2 separate regions of the Mus musculus genome follow, and region 1 is linked to region 2. Evidence: chromatin contacts called from public Hi-C data. All regions are on one chromosome and are shown on one strand. Each heading gives the region's core, a stretch centred on a gene start, on an enhancer-like site or on the middle of the called end of the contact. The rest is flanking DNA. Distances are from core to core; before and after follow the strand shown.

Region 1 (6,065 bases), core at 2,687-5,186, 140 kb before region 2:
CGTATCCAGTCTACACACTACCAGGTGCTCGTTATGGGTAGAAGAAATGAATATACAGGAGCAAGAAAACCACCATGTCAGAGGAGTTACACACTCAACCAAAGAGACAGAGGATGACTGATACTTGCTTTAACACCAAATGCTGGGTTGAAGTCTGAGAGGCAGGATCTATACTATCAATTAAGTTGACAGCAGTGGCCAATGTGTCTGACTCAGTCTGCTCTGCAACCAACAGCCACCACTCACCACTACACACTCAGCATCCTGCCAAGAGAATAGCCTTCCCGTTGCCTCAATTACACTGCTCAGAAATTACTGTCTTGTTAGATGGAGCCAGTTTCTTCTCTGGAAATCTCATTGACCAGGACTCAAGACGCTCCTTATTTTGCCGTAGACTAGAGTTTTAGTTGGAGCCACAGAAAGCATTCTGATGACTGACTGCTTTCTTGTCTCCTAAGTTATGACTGCAGCATTTGCTACCTGTACAGATAGTTGGAAAATGTTCTTCTGTGCTTTTATGGCTGTTCATTATGAGTGCAGCACAGGCTAAATCGCAACCTTCTGTACGCTAATTTTTGTCTATATTAAATGCAAATGGGAATATATCTAAAAGAACTCATTTAAAAGCTCAGTAGCAGAGAGAGAGAGAGAGAAGTGCAAACAGAAACCAGTGACTGTACAATGTCCAGTCAGCTGAGTGAATGTGTGGTGAACCCCTAGATCACCCTCAAAACTCTCTCCAAGGATCAAGAAGGTGAATGAATAAATGTGAAATCCTGCTATGATGTTTCTCAGGCTTAGTTACACAAGGCATTGAGATTATTATTTATTTACTTACTGTTCTGGTTAGGTGTTTTGTTGTTTTTTTGGTTGGTCAGTTGGGTGTTTTGTTTTGCTTTTGCTGTTGCTGTTTGTCAACCTGATACACCTTAGGGTCATTTGAGAAGAGGGAAACTCAATTAAGAAAATGTTCTGTCAGATTGGCCAGTAGGCAAGCCTGTAGGGTACTTTCTGGATTTAGAATTGTTGTGGAAAGACCCACTCACTGTAGGCAGTGTCATTTCTAGCAGGAGGTCCTGGATGGTATAAGAAAGCAGGCTGAGCAAGCCATGGAGAGCAAGCCAGTAAGCAGCACCCTTCCATGACCTCTGCATCAGCTCCTGCCTCCAGGTTCCTCCTGCCCTGACTTCCCTTCATCATAGACAATAACTGTAAGATGAAATGCACATTTTCTCTCCCAGTTGCTTTTGATCATGGCCTTTATCCTGGCAACAGAAACTGTAACTAAGACATTCATATACATGCATATTCCTAAGGCAGCAGCAGCTTCAGATACTGGTAATAAAAGCTGTGTATAATAATATTCCAGACTATTAACAACAACAACAACAAAAAAAGACTATTAAGTCAAGAAGTTCTGTGAAGGACCAACAAGGTGGCTTAGTAGGTAAAAGCACAGGCATGTTAGCCTGGGAGCCAGAGTTTGCAGAGTTAGAAGAGAGAGTCCACTCCTGAAAGTGGTCCTCAGCCCCCCCACATGGTCCCTGTGGCACCAACATGCTCAAACACATTCACATGCACAATAAATAAATACATACAAAAATTCAAGAGAAAAGCTGTGCCATTTTCAGCCGTTCTTTAGTGCTCCTCTGTGGCAGAGCTGTGTGAGTTCGTGGAACCTTCCTTAACCCTATACCTCACTTTCCTTGTTTGCAAAACATGAACACTAATTGTACCTATCTCGTTGGAATTAAGAGGCTAATGCTCACTTCAGCGGCACATATACTAAAATTAGAACCAAGCGGCTAATGCAAGTCAATGGCTCTAAAGTGCTTAGAACAATGTCTGGCGTATAATGAACTCATCTGAGTTCTTTTTTTTTTTCTTTTTAAATCACAACAACAACAACAAAATAGCTGTAGAGGTAGCTCAGTTGAAAAACATGCTTGCTGAGTTTGACCCACAGAAACCAAATTTTAAAATGCCCTGACCGGTGGCTCATGTTTGTGATCCCAGCAGCACTGGGGAAGGCAGAAGTATGTGCAAATAGACAAACAGCAAACAATGATGGGCAGTGTCCGAGGATATCTTTCATATGACACAGGAACACACACACACACACACACACACACACACACACACACACATACACACATACACGCCTTTGAAGAACTAGCAGTGTTGTTCATTTTGATCATAACCTTCAGGAGTCAGAATGGGAATATTGAACTCCGGTTCTCATCTAAGAAAGTGGCCGTTAAAAGCGTTGGTTGTAGACAATCAATCCCTCCCTTTATGTCAATGGAATAAATATCTGTGCAAGTCCCTTCTGTTATTATGGCGTCAATGTCCAACTATCTTTGACCTACAGCAAAGGGGGGAAGATCTAAGTGGTTCAATGAAACATTAGCGGATGGAGAAGAGCAACATTCATCTGGAAGTAAAAGAGTTTCAGTTTCACTTGGCTGAGAACAAAGTCTCTGGGCTGTTTCAAACACATGGTGACACAAGGAGGGTTATGAGAACTTACCTGTGAGTTACCTTCCAGTCTATAATAATGGGAAATCACTACTCGGGATATTTAGCCACAATATTACCTGGAGTTTTACACAAAATATGATTGTTTTTTCTTATCATTCTTTATGTTGTAGGCTTAAGGATGTCAAACCACCTTGGCAGGCCAGGCACAATCTTCAAAGGCTCACCAGTGTTAGGTTAAAAAAAAATATTGTGTCTCCTAAACCTTGACTAGTTAGAATTATATGCTGATCACTGAGCCAAGTGACCTGCACACATTTCCTCCTTAAATGCCCTGGGATGTAGGATCCCTGCTTCTGAGTCACTGGAAACTCAGAGAGGGGGACAAACAGGTGTCCATGACACCATGTGATAGACTGGACATGACATTAATTTTAATGGCTGTCACTGGTGCCATATGGGCCTCATCTCAGATAACCTGTGCTCACTCCATTGGCTGAGGGAGAGAACAACTATGTTCCAGCTTCTTGGGGCGTGTGAGCCTAGGTCTCTCCGTCTGAGTCCCATGGAGTCCCTAAGACATATACTGAACCTCTCTTCCTTGCTACATGCTTATTTTCCAGTGCCAACTTCCTCATTTTTGCTTTTGTTCTTTTAAGATATAGCCTGGATATGTAGCCCAGGTTGGCCTCAAACTCATGATCTACCTCAGACTCCCAAATGCTGAGGTTAGAGGAATGGGCCACCACATCCAGTTTGGCCAACCTCTCCATTTTCTTCACGCTTCAGTCTCTCAATTGCTGCAGTTTCTGCCCACTCCTTCTGTCCATTGGTGACTGATGAAAAGCTGGCTGAGATGGTTATGAGTGGAGGAATAGGTGGGATTTAATTTAGGAATGAGCAAGGGATTGAGAGTGGAGGGTCTAACCAAAGCCCTAAACAGATTCTTGTCGTAGAAACCTTCCCATTCTCTAAGGAGAAGGCAGCAGAGTCCCTCTCATCCGTCAGTTCAACAGTAACATGTTGCTAATCTTTACCAGCTGTGCGACTGGGCCTCCATGCCTACAGATGTGGAGACCAACACAGAATGAAACACTAAGGGGGTTTTTGAGGGTCACACGCAGCACAGCAGGGATTAAAAGTCACAGGCTTGGAATGTCTCAAGGACTGCCTAGGCTGCCATTCAAGTCTCCTGCGTAGGCATGAAGGGAGGGCTAGCTGTCTCTTTTGACACGTCTGTCACGTGCTTCTGGCTCACCATGCTGAGGCCACATTGTACAGCGTTTTGAACTGTGCACTCGCCCCCATGGAACACGGTGGAAACCATCATATGGAGGAAGCAAACTCCAGAAGCTGACTCCAAGATCAAGGCAGACACAGCAGGCTGACTGGGTGGGTGTTCTGGGCTTTGCTTACATTGCAAAGCATGCATAGCGCCACTCAGTAGAGGGCGAGCCCACAGGTAGAGATCCAGCTCCATGCCCCCGCCTCCTCTCTAAGCCTGCTTCCACACTCTGCTGGTAGGAATGGAACTGCGCCCACTTGCCGGAGGCCAGCGCTTTGACATTTCAAAACCAACTCCTCTTCAGTATGACTAAACCAAGATATATATATGTGAAAGTAAAGTGATTGCCATATCTTTGGAAAGCTCACACTTCTGAGAAAATGGTAAATAGGCCTCCTTTCTTCTTTAGCCGAGCACTCGGGGAGCTAGGCAACATCACAAATTCTAACTTTTGTTTGCTTTTGCACAAAGCAATTGGGGACGGTCATGGGGTTTAGTTTACATCTTGCTCTGAGTTAGTATATCCTCTGTGTATGCTGAACTTTCTAGAACTCTCACACTTAGTGGATACTACCCAGTAGTCAAGCTCCCTCATCCTTCATGTGGACAGTTTGATCTCGACTAGGCATAGCTCCCTCAATGACCAAATTGAAGGTATGAAGAATCCAGCAATCCCTCGTGCACCCTAGCAGTCTAGAAACCCACTTACTTCCTGTTACTGAAAGGAAGCGCTGAAATACAGCCATCTTGATTTCAGATTCCATCTTACTCTTAATAGTCATGTGAATGTCTGAATGCACCTTCATGGAATACTTAATTTATACAAACCCTGAGCCCATCCATACTGTCTCATGTGAAGTAACAGGAACGTTTCAGTGAACCCTTAATGAAACTGCATACTTTTAGATGGAAAGGGTTATCGGCAGGTCAGATGTTCAGTGGATTCTTACCCTGTGGGCCATGAACTCATCAGAGGACAAAAACACCGGGCCACAATATTATGGTAATTGTGGTTTAAGAAACAAGATTGTCTTGTGCTAACTTTTTGCAGTTATACAACATCACTATAAGACTGGCAATGAGCTTGAGAGACAACATTTACTCTCAGATTAGGAGTCAGAAGTTTCTGACAAACAGGTCTATATTTGGTTGGTTGGTTGGTTGGTTGGTTAGTTAGTTAGTTAGTTTAACTAAAGGATCATAAACCTAGCAAACAGATTTGAGAAGCCTTTTTTTTAATATAAGGCTTAAGTCAGAATCCCCAGTAATAAGACTCTATAATTTGCATTAATTTTTCCTAATATAGGATCTCCCTATGAAGTCTAAAGTGGACTCAAGATACCTTCCAAAAATCCAAACTACTCACCATGCTGAATGTGTGGCAAAAGTGTTAGCAAAGCTGTCCAGTCAGATAGCTCGCAGGCACTACATCACCACAGCATTTAAAATGTTACAAATGCTTTGTTCATTTCAATCTTTGGTTAGTGCAGTTCACAGAGATATTGTTTCCCTTTGTATTCTTTGAAAGTTGCACACACGGTTTCAAGAGTTTCCTGGGATCTCAGATTCTCCACCAACCCTCCTCTGATCCACCCCTTTCTATTTATAGCTTCTAAAATGGAAGTGCTTGCCCACTCTAGAAGACTTCTACACCTTTCTACATAAGATAAAGGGAGAGCAGGTAAGAATACATGGTAGCTGACTTAAGACATTGGCTTTGCAGAAAATTATTCCATAGGTAACCCCCTATCTAAAACCAACCCAGCCCAACCCTCATACCCTAGACCATAATTATTCCTATTTTACAAATGAGAAAAACTGTAGCCCCAGAGCTTAAGTGAATTGTTTGTGACTACCCAGTATATGTGTGTGTATATGTATATATGACAATATGCATATGTATATGTATATATATATACACACACATATATATGTATATATGGGAGGGAGGGAGAGAGTGCTGGATAATATTATGTCAACTCGATACAAGCTAGAGTCATCTGAGAGGAGGGAGCCTCAACTTAAAAAAAAATGCCTTCATAAGATCAGGCTGTAGGCAAGCCTTTAAGGAATTTTCTTAATTAGTGATTGATGTGGAAAAGTCCAATCCATTGTGTGTGTGTGTGTGTTGCCAGCCCTGTTTGGCATAAGGGAGTAGGTTGAGCAAGTCATGGGAAACAAGGCAGTAAGCGGCACCCCTCCATGGCCTCTGCACCAGCTCTTGCCTCCAGGTTGCTGTTTGAGTTTCTGCCCTGACTTCCTTTTATGACGAACAGTGATATGGAAGTGTAAGCCAAACAAA
Region 2 (6,592 bases), core at 1,355-3,854:
GGACTAGAGACAGCCCAGCTGCTAACAAGACCTGAGCATGTTTTTGACTGTAGTGCTCTATCTCCTAGATGCTGTGAGGATTTTAAAAAGATGCTGTGGTCCAAGGCCTTACACATTGGAGTTTGACATACCCTAGACAGTGGAGAAAGGTCTCAGGTTCTAATCTCCCCCCGACTCTTCCCATCGTTTGTTTGTTTGTTTGTTTGTTTGTTTGTTTGTTTGTTTCCATCTTCAAACTTTGCTACCTGTACCATCTGCTGTGAAGGGGACCTGGGCAACTCTCCTGCATCCCACGTTCACACTGAAGCCCTGGTCCTCCAAGTGAAAATATGTCACATGAGGAACTTTGGGGAGATTTTAAGGTTAGAGCAGGCCATGAAAGGGGGCACCCTCTCGAATGGAGTTAATATTCTTTTATAAGAAACACAAATGTTGAATCCATGGCAGCTCATGCCTGTGATTCTAGCAGGAATTTGAGAAGCCGAGGTGTAAGTATTGTGTGTTTCAAGTTAGACTGAGCTACACAGTAAGTTCCAAGGCAGTCTGAGCTATAAAGGGAGTTTAAGGCTAGCCTGAGCTACACAAGCAGATACTGTCTTCAAAAACAAATGAGGATGGGGAGAGGGAAGATTAAACACACACGCACGTGCACACACACACACACACATGCACACGCACACCATGTGGGTCCATAATTATTAACCAGCCACCTTTAAAAACCCAGGCAAGATCTTCACCAGGCACTGGATCGCCCAGTGCCTTGACCTTGGACTTCCCACCCTCTGGAACTGTGAAAAATGTCTGGTGTTTGAGGCACCCAGTCCTGCCTTACAGTAGCCCAAGCTGAGACACCATCTCATACACTCAGGTCAAACAAAACACAAAGACAGAGCTTAGACCATAATATGCTGAAGAATAGAAACTCAAAATTGGGTTTCGTTATTGTAAAAGTAGAAGATTTTGTCCCAGAGACTAAATTGATTCTCAAGAAGCCGTGCTCATTTACCTAGTATACTATATGGCTATTTTTTTTTTCGGTTATTTGTTGTTTTGTTGACTCCAGGTGTCATATAGTTCACACTGGTCTTGAACTCACTGTGTAGCCCTGGCTGATCTTGGAGTCACGGTCCTCCCAGACTTCACCCTTTCAAGTGCTGCGATCATAGACAGGAGCCTTGTGTATTTTGGCTGTTTTCATGCTGGGAACTCAAATCTGAGTAGTTATGACAAAGACATTTTCATCTCAAATTGTTATGTAAGGTATGGCTTTCAAAACCCCAAATATTGACTATCTGGCTCTTTCTAGAAAACATCCCCAGGCCATGCTGTGAAACCCATTCCATCCTAAAGGCCCGAATTGAGGTTAAATGCTGAAAATTATCCTTTCAGCTTGAGAGTCAGTAAGGTTTACAAGGCCTGGTAGTTGTGGTTGAGATGAGAAGGAACCTGGAGGTTAGAAGCAGAGACAGCTCTGGGTGGCGGCCTCTGGCCTGACTATAAAAACAAAACTGAAGGCTAACTTAAGGCATGTTTTTAAGTAAATAAGACCAACTAGGGATGCAGCTTCGTGGTAGAGCATCTGCCTACCTGAGTTCCAGTCCCAGCCAAGCAATAGTCCATTAACTAATTAAGTTAAAATAAAGTGAAAGGTATTTTCAAATTCAAGACAGCAGAAGTGGGATAGGAAGCAGAAGTAATGGGCTGTGCTCCGGTCCCTAATCTGCCACCAATTAGGTGTATAATTGGCGCAATCACTTCATTTCCTTGAGCTGTTACTTTATTTACAAAATAAGAGGCTCCTCCATTTATTGAAATTCACGGGCTCCTCCTGTGGGGAGCTTGCCACTTCAGACCGGGACATTTTGGGCTCTGGAGTAAGAGCCTATCTTATCTCAGGATCTCAAGGTGAAATAAAACATTCAGTGATGCCCTAGGTAGTCCAGCAGGGTTGTGAGGAAGAACTGAAAATTCAGAGTACTGTTGGCTCTACCGCGTCTTAGTGATATTCACCATGGTCGTAATTTATCACCATCTTGCCTTCCAAATAGATAGATTAGTGTAAGCCTGTCCACCCAGCGAGCTTCTCCCATCTGCAGAGGGAGGAGGCAGCGGGACAGCTGCGGATGGGACCGTCAGCTCAAATTATGTAACAGTAGCGGAGAAAGGCAGAGGCTTTCTCAATTTAGGCTTCTTGAGACTAGCGTTACCACGAGTTTCTCTACCCTAAACTCTCACCACACACAGCAAAGATGGCTTTGTCCCCAGGGCAGTTAATCCACGTAGCAAAGGGATCCCATAGGCATTGCCAGAGATCTTGGGGTAATTGAGACCCGACAGCAGATAAATCCTGCAGAATCAGGACCACTTTCTCTCTCCAAAGCCCTAAAGTGAGGAGCGGCTTTCCAAAAGCTCAAGCTTCTAAGCTTGTTTATCCCCGTTTGTGGCCGACGAGTCCTCCGTCCTGGACTACAGAGCCCTGCTCCCCCCTCCTCCCCTTAGTACTCATTCAGAGAAGTGACCCCAGTTGGCAGCCCAAGCTGCATAGACTGCAGTCAAATAACACCCAGATGAAACTGCAGCTGATGGCTGGCCTTTTCCATCAGTGGCTGCTGTGTGCAGCTCTCTCCTGGCCTCCTGAGGTTCAAATGCCCGCCTGATTTTGCCCTGGAAGCATCCCAGCCCAAACATGGAACAAAAGTTCCCTCTGACAAGCCTGTTTGGATTCCAAAGTATGTTTTTATGCTTGCTGGCAAATAGAACCATCACCAGCAACAATAACAACACTGTCTCCCCTCACTGAAGCGACTTCATTTCTTCACATTTGTTCCAGAGCTGGACAGATGAATAATGTTCGCTAAGGGGCTGGCCCAAGTCCTGACCTCCTGCCTCCAAGAGCAAACAGAAGTGACACACAGGCTTATCTGAACTTTCAGTTGCTTGATTCAAAACAGAAAGAGAGAAAAGTTGCTATTTAACCTATGTAGCCACCTAAGGGCTTTTGTTTTGTTTTTCCTTTATTCCTTAGTTGTTTATTATTATTATTATTATTATTATTATTATTATTATTATTATTATTGTTATTATTTATTCATAGCTTTCATTTGTCTTCTTCAGCAAAAGAGGACCTTACTACTGGTGCCCCAATGAAGCCAGTTTCTCAAAGACCGAGATTAACCTGACATCTTGTGGCCATACTGGGTATATACAAGTCTAGACAAACCAGCCCCTTATAAAATTAGGGAAGGGATACAGAAAATGTTTGAAAGGGTCTTCAAAAATATTTCCCGTGGTGTTTTATTTAAGACATCTCAGGAAGTCATGTAGTATGTCTTGGGAAAACCACACACAGGACGATATTTAAGTACCAAGTAACTACTTGTCTCTCTCTCTCTCTCTCTCTCTCTCTCTCGCTTGAACAGATCACTTCACTCTAATGATTGGCTTCTCATCTGTAAAATAGAGTTCATGATAAATATTATTATACTTTTCTGAGGCTTATATAAGATAAAGCAAATCAAATGACTGTTAACGATTGAGGGTAGCTTAGTGCTAGAGGCCAGGCTTGGCATGCAGGAGGTCTTGTGTTCAGTTTCAATACCAAAACCAAACCAAAATAATAACATTTAAACGTTACATACACTATGAGAACACTAAGGATTCCTAGAAGTAGAGTCTAAACTCATACTTGGTTAAATTTCTTCAAAAACCCAAAACCTGTTTTGATGCCTAACCCCAATATAGCATAAAGCCCTGGCCTCAGAATAGATAAAGAGAACAAATCCACACAGTCATATGCTTTCCTAAATATACCCACTGCCAAATTCTCTCTCGTGTTTTTTGTGATGTAAGTACAGCCATTTTCTTTGGTCTTTCCACTTAGGGCCATCAAGTGAACCGTGAGGAAGGGGTAGGAGTCTTGAGGAGTTAAATCATCACAGATCACGTGGTGCCTGACTGGCGGTGGGGCTTGAGAACCTGTGCCTTCTGTTTACAGTGCTGGGAGGAAGGTCTTGGTGTGATTGTGATGTTAGAGATCAAACCTTTGTCTTGATTTATTTTTAAAGATGTATCCATTTTTTTTTATTTATATGAGTACACAGTAGCTGTCTTCAGACACACCAAAAGAGTGCATCGGATCCCATTACAGATGGTTGTGAGCCACCATGTGGGTGCTGGGAATTGAACTCAGGAGCTCTGGAAGAGCAGTCAGTGTTCCTAACAGCTGAGCCATCTCTCCAGACCTAAACCTTTTGTTTTGTAAGTGTACCAAGTGCTAAACATGTTCTCTATCACTAGGTCACACCTCTGTTTGTACCTCATCTTCTGGAAAAAGCAGGAGTCCAACACAGCAGCCCCAGAAGCTCCTGGGTGTCTGTGTCCCACAAGGGTGATGCAGGGTGACTCATCGAATACAAGATGGGTTTGGCTATTGCTGTTGTGCAGCGTGTGGTGTGGAGGAAGCCAAGAACTCATCAAAGCTAGGGGGTTGATGAAGAAATGTGCATTGCATAGACCTCCTCTTGTGCTAAATTTCAGTTCTGCTAGGGTCAGTGGGCCAGCTAGGTAGTGTCCCACCTACCGACAGCATTTAAGCACTCCCAGGAGCACAGAGTGTCTTCCCATTCACAGATGATCTTTTCTGTGTCCTCTACTTGCTGAATTCACTGCTTGTCTCCCTGGTACATGAGGTGAACTTAGGGTGCCTCTGACAGCAAGATCAATAGCTTTACACAGAGAGAGTAGCACACCAGCCAAAGGGACCTCAGCTCCTTGGGTGAATGGTGAGGAGAGGTGACACAGACTTCCAGCCATCTTCCCTCATGCTGGGTTTCCCAGACCTCCACACTGTCTAGGGGACTAACAGGAGGGGGGACACTGCAAAGGGGAGGGTGACAGGATGTGAGGGGCAGATGTTCAAAGAACATTATAAGCTTGTCTTGAAATGTTATTATGTAATTCAGTACAATAAAAATTAAAAATAAAAACTTGTGAAAAGGCAAAAATCCCCTGCAGATAGGAAAGGGTTGGTTGTTCACAATAAAACAAGACTTCTAAAGTCTGGCAATATTAGCAGAAACACTTGCACTGTTATAGGCACTGGGACAGGGTCTCACTATGTAGCCCTAGATGACCTGGAATTCACTGTGTAGACCAGGCTGGAACTCAGAGATCTGCCCGCCTCCACCTCCGCCTACGCCTCCTCCTCCGCCTCCCGGTGCCAGGATTAAAGGCATGTGCCACCTTTTTTATTTATATTCTTATCCCTACATCTGACTCTTGCTCTTTAGCTCCTCCCAGTGCTTGGTATGATCAGCCTTAGTCCTGGTCATTCTCTAGCTGTGAACTTTTCAAAGTCTGAGAAATGACAGTTGTCAGCACAATTTTTTTTCCAAAGAAACAAAACAAAAAATGGTTGTATAAATGAGCTCTGCTCTTAAGGACTTAGGTGTCCTGTAGCCTTACAAGATCATGGCTCTGTATGACAGGGGAGATTGGTTTATAAGACTACAGGAGGCAATGGTCTGTATGACCACAGGGGAGATTGGATGGGCACGGGCAGCTTCAGAAGGAGTAAGAGGCACAAAACGGCAGCATCCCAGGGCTTCCCAACACACCTCAGCTCCCTGCACAAGGTTTCCTATGTGGAAAGCAAAGGAAGTGAGGGGCAGACACTGTCCAGGAAGGAGACAGCCCAGAAGGCAGACCCATAGCATTGGAAGTCAAGAGACCCATGCCCTGGGTCCATTGGCAGTGGCTTGAGGCTCCTTGGTTCCCACCAGCCTCTGAATTGGGGGCTAGAGAGAATGTCACCTGAGCAGTTTCAGGTGACATTTGAAACTAGAAATGACCTACAAGAGTGTTTATCACGGGCTGGTGAGATGGCTCAGTGGGTAAGAGCACCCGACTGCTCTTCCGAAGGTCCGGAGTTCAAATCCCAGCAACCACATGGTGGCTCACAACCATCTGTAACAAGATCTGACTCCCTCTTCTGGAGTGTCTGAAGACAGCTACAGTGTACTTACATATAATAAATAAATAAATATTAAAAAAAAAGAGTGTTTATCACACAACTACACATCACACTGAAAATTGGAAACCTATGTACACACAGTAGGGATCCTGTTGGATACATCAAGGAGAGCTAAATGAGAAGATACTATGTAATCATGTCAACATCAAAAATATGTCTTCGGGCCAGAAGTAGACCACTTTTCCTAACACATGGAAAGCCCACGATTCCACCCACAGCCCCTCCAACAGCTGGGCAGTGGTGGCACACACATTTAATCCCAGCAATATGGAGGCAGGGGCAGGCAGATCTCCAAGTTTGAGACCAGGCTGGTCTACAGTACAAGTTCAAGAATAGCTTGGGGCTACACAGAGAAACCTTGTCTCAAAAAACCTGGGGGTGGGGGAGAAAAAAAGGAGAAACTTAAATTTTTGTGTATTTCCTAGTTAAAGGAAAGAAAGCTAGAAGGGTTTTGAATATTTTCATACTGAAATTTGAGGAGAAATGTGTTTCCTCTAATTTGAACATTTTGCAATGTATATGTGTGTCTCAAAAATATCATGTGGGCCAAATATAATGGCT

What was found. Hi-C and Micro-C count contacts between places; a contact is called where the count stands out from the background.
Region 1: a Hi-C map of cerebral cortex shows a contact between it and region 2, with 2.2 times the contacts expected there. The contact joins two enhancer-like sites. A contact is called at or near these places in 2 of 15 datasets of contacts at CTCF or cohesin (large pre-B cells and pro-B cells), 8 of 484 Hi-C or Micro-C datasets (the HPC-7 cell line, the N1E-115 cell line, Sertoli cells and 4 more) and 1 of 9 other capture datasets (embryonic stem cells).

Annotation. Positions count from the first base shown.
Region 1 is chr1:177,541,570-177,547,634 of GRCm38.p6, forward strand. No RefSeq gene overlaps it. Among named protein-coding and RNA genes, the nearest start is that of Gm30013, 12 kb to the right of the region's middle. Within about 2 kb of position 3,937, at least 8 of the 459 cell types and tissues checked have an H3K27ac peak or open chromatin away from gene starts, as enhancers often do. A contact at or near this core is called in cerebral cortex, where this site is marked.
Region 2 is chr1:177,681,932-177,688,523 of GRCm38.p6, forward strand. No RefSeq gene overlaps it. Among named protein-coding and RNA genes, the nearest start is that of 2310043L19Rik, 42 kb to the left of the region's middle. Within about 2 kb of position 2,605, at least 46 of the 459 cell types and tissues checked have an H3K27ac peak or open chromatin away from gene starts, as enhancers often do. A contact at or near this core is called in cerebral cortex, where this site is marked.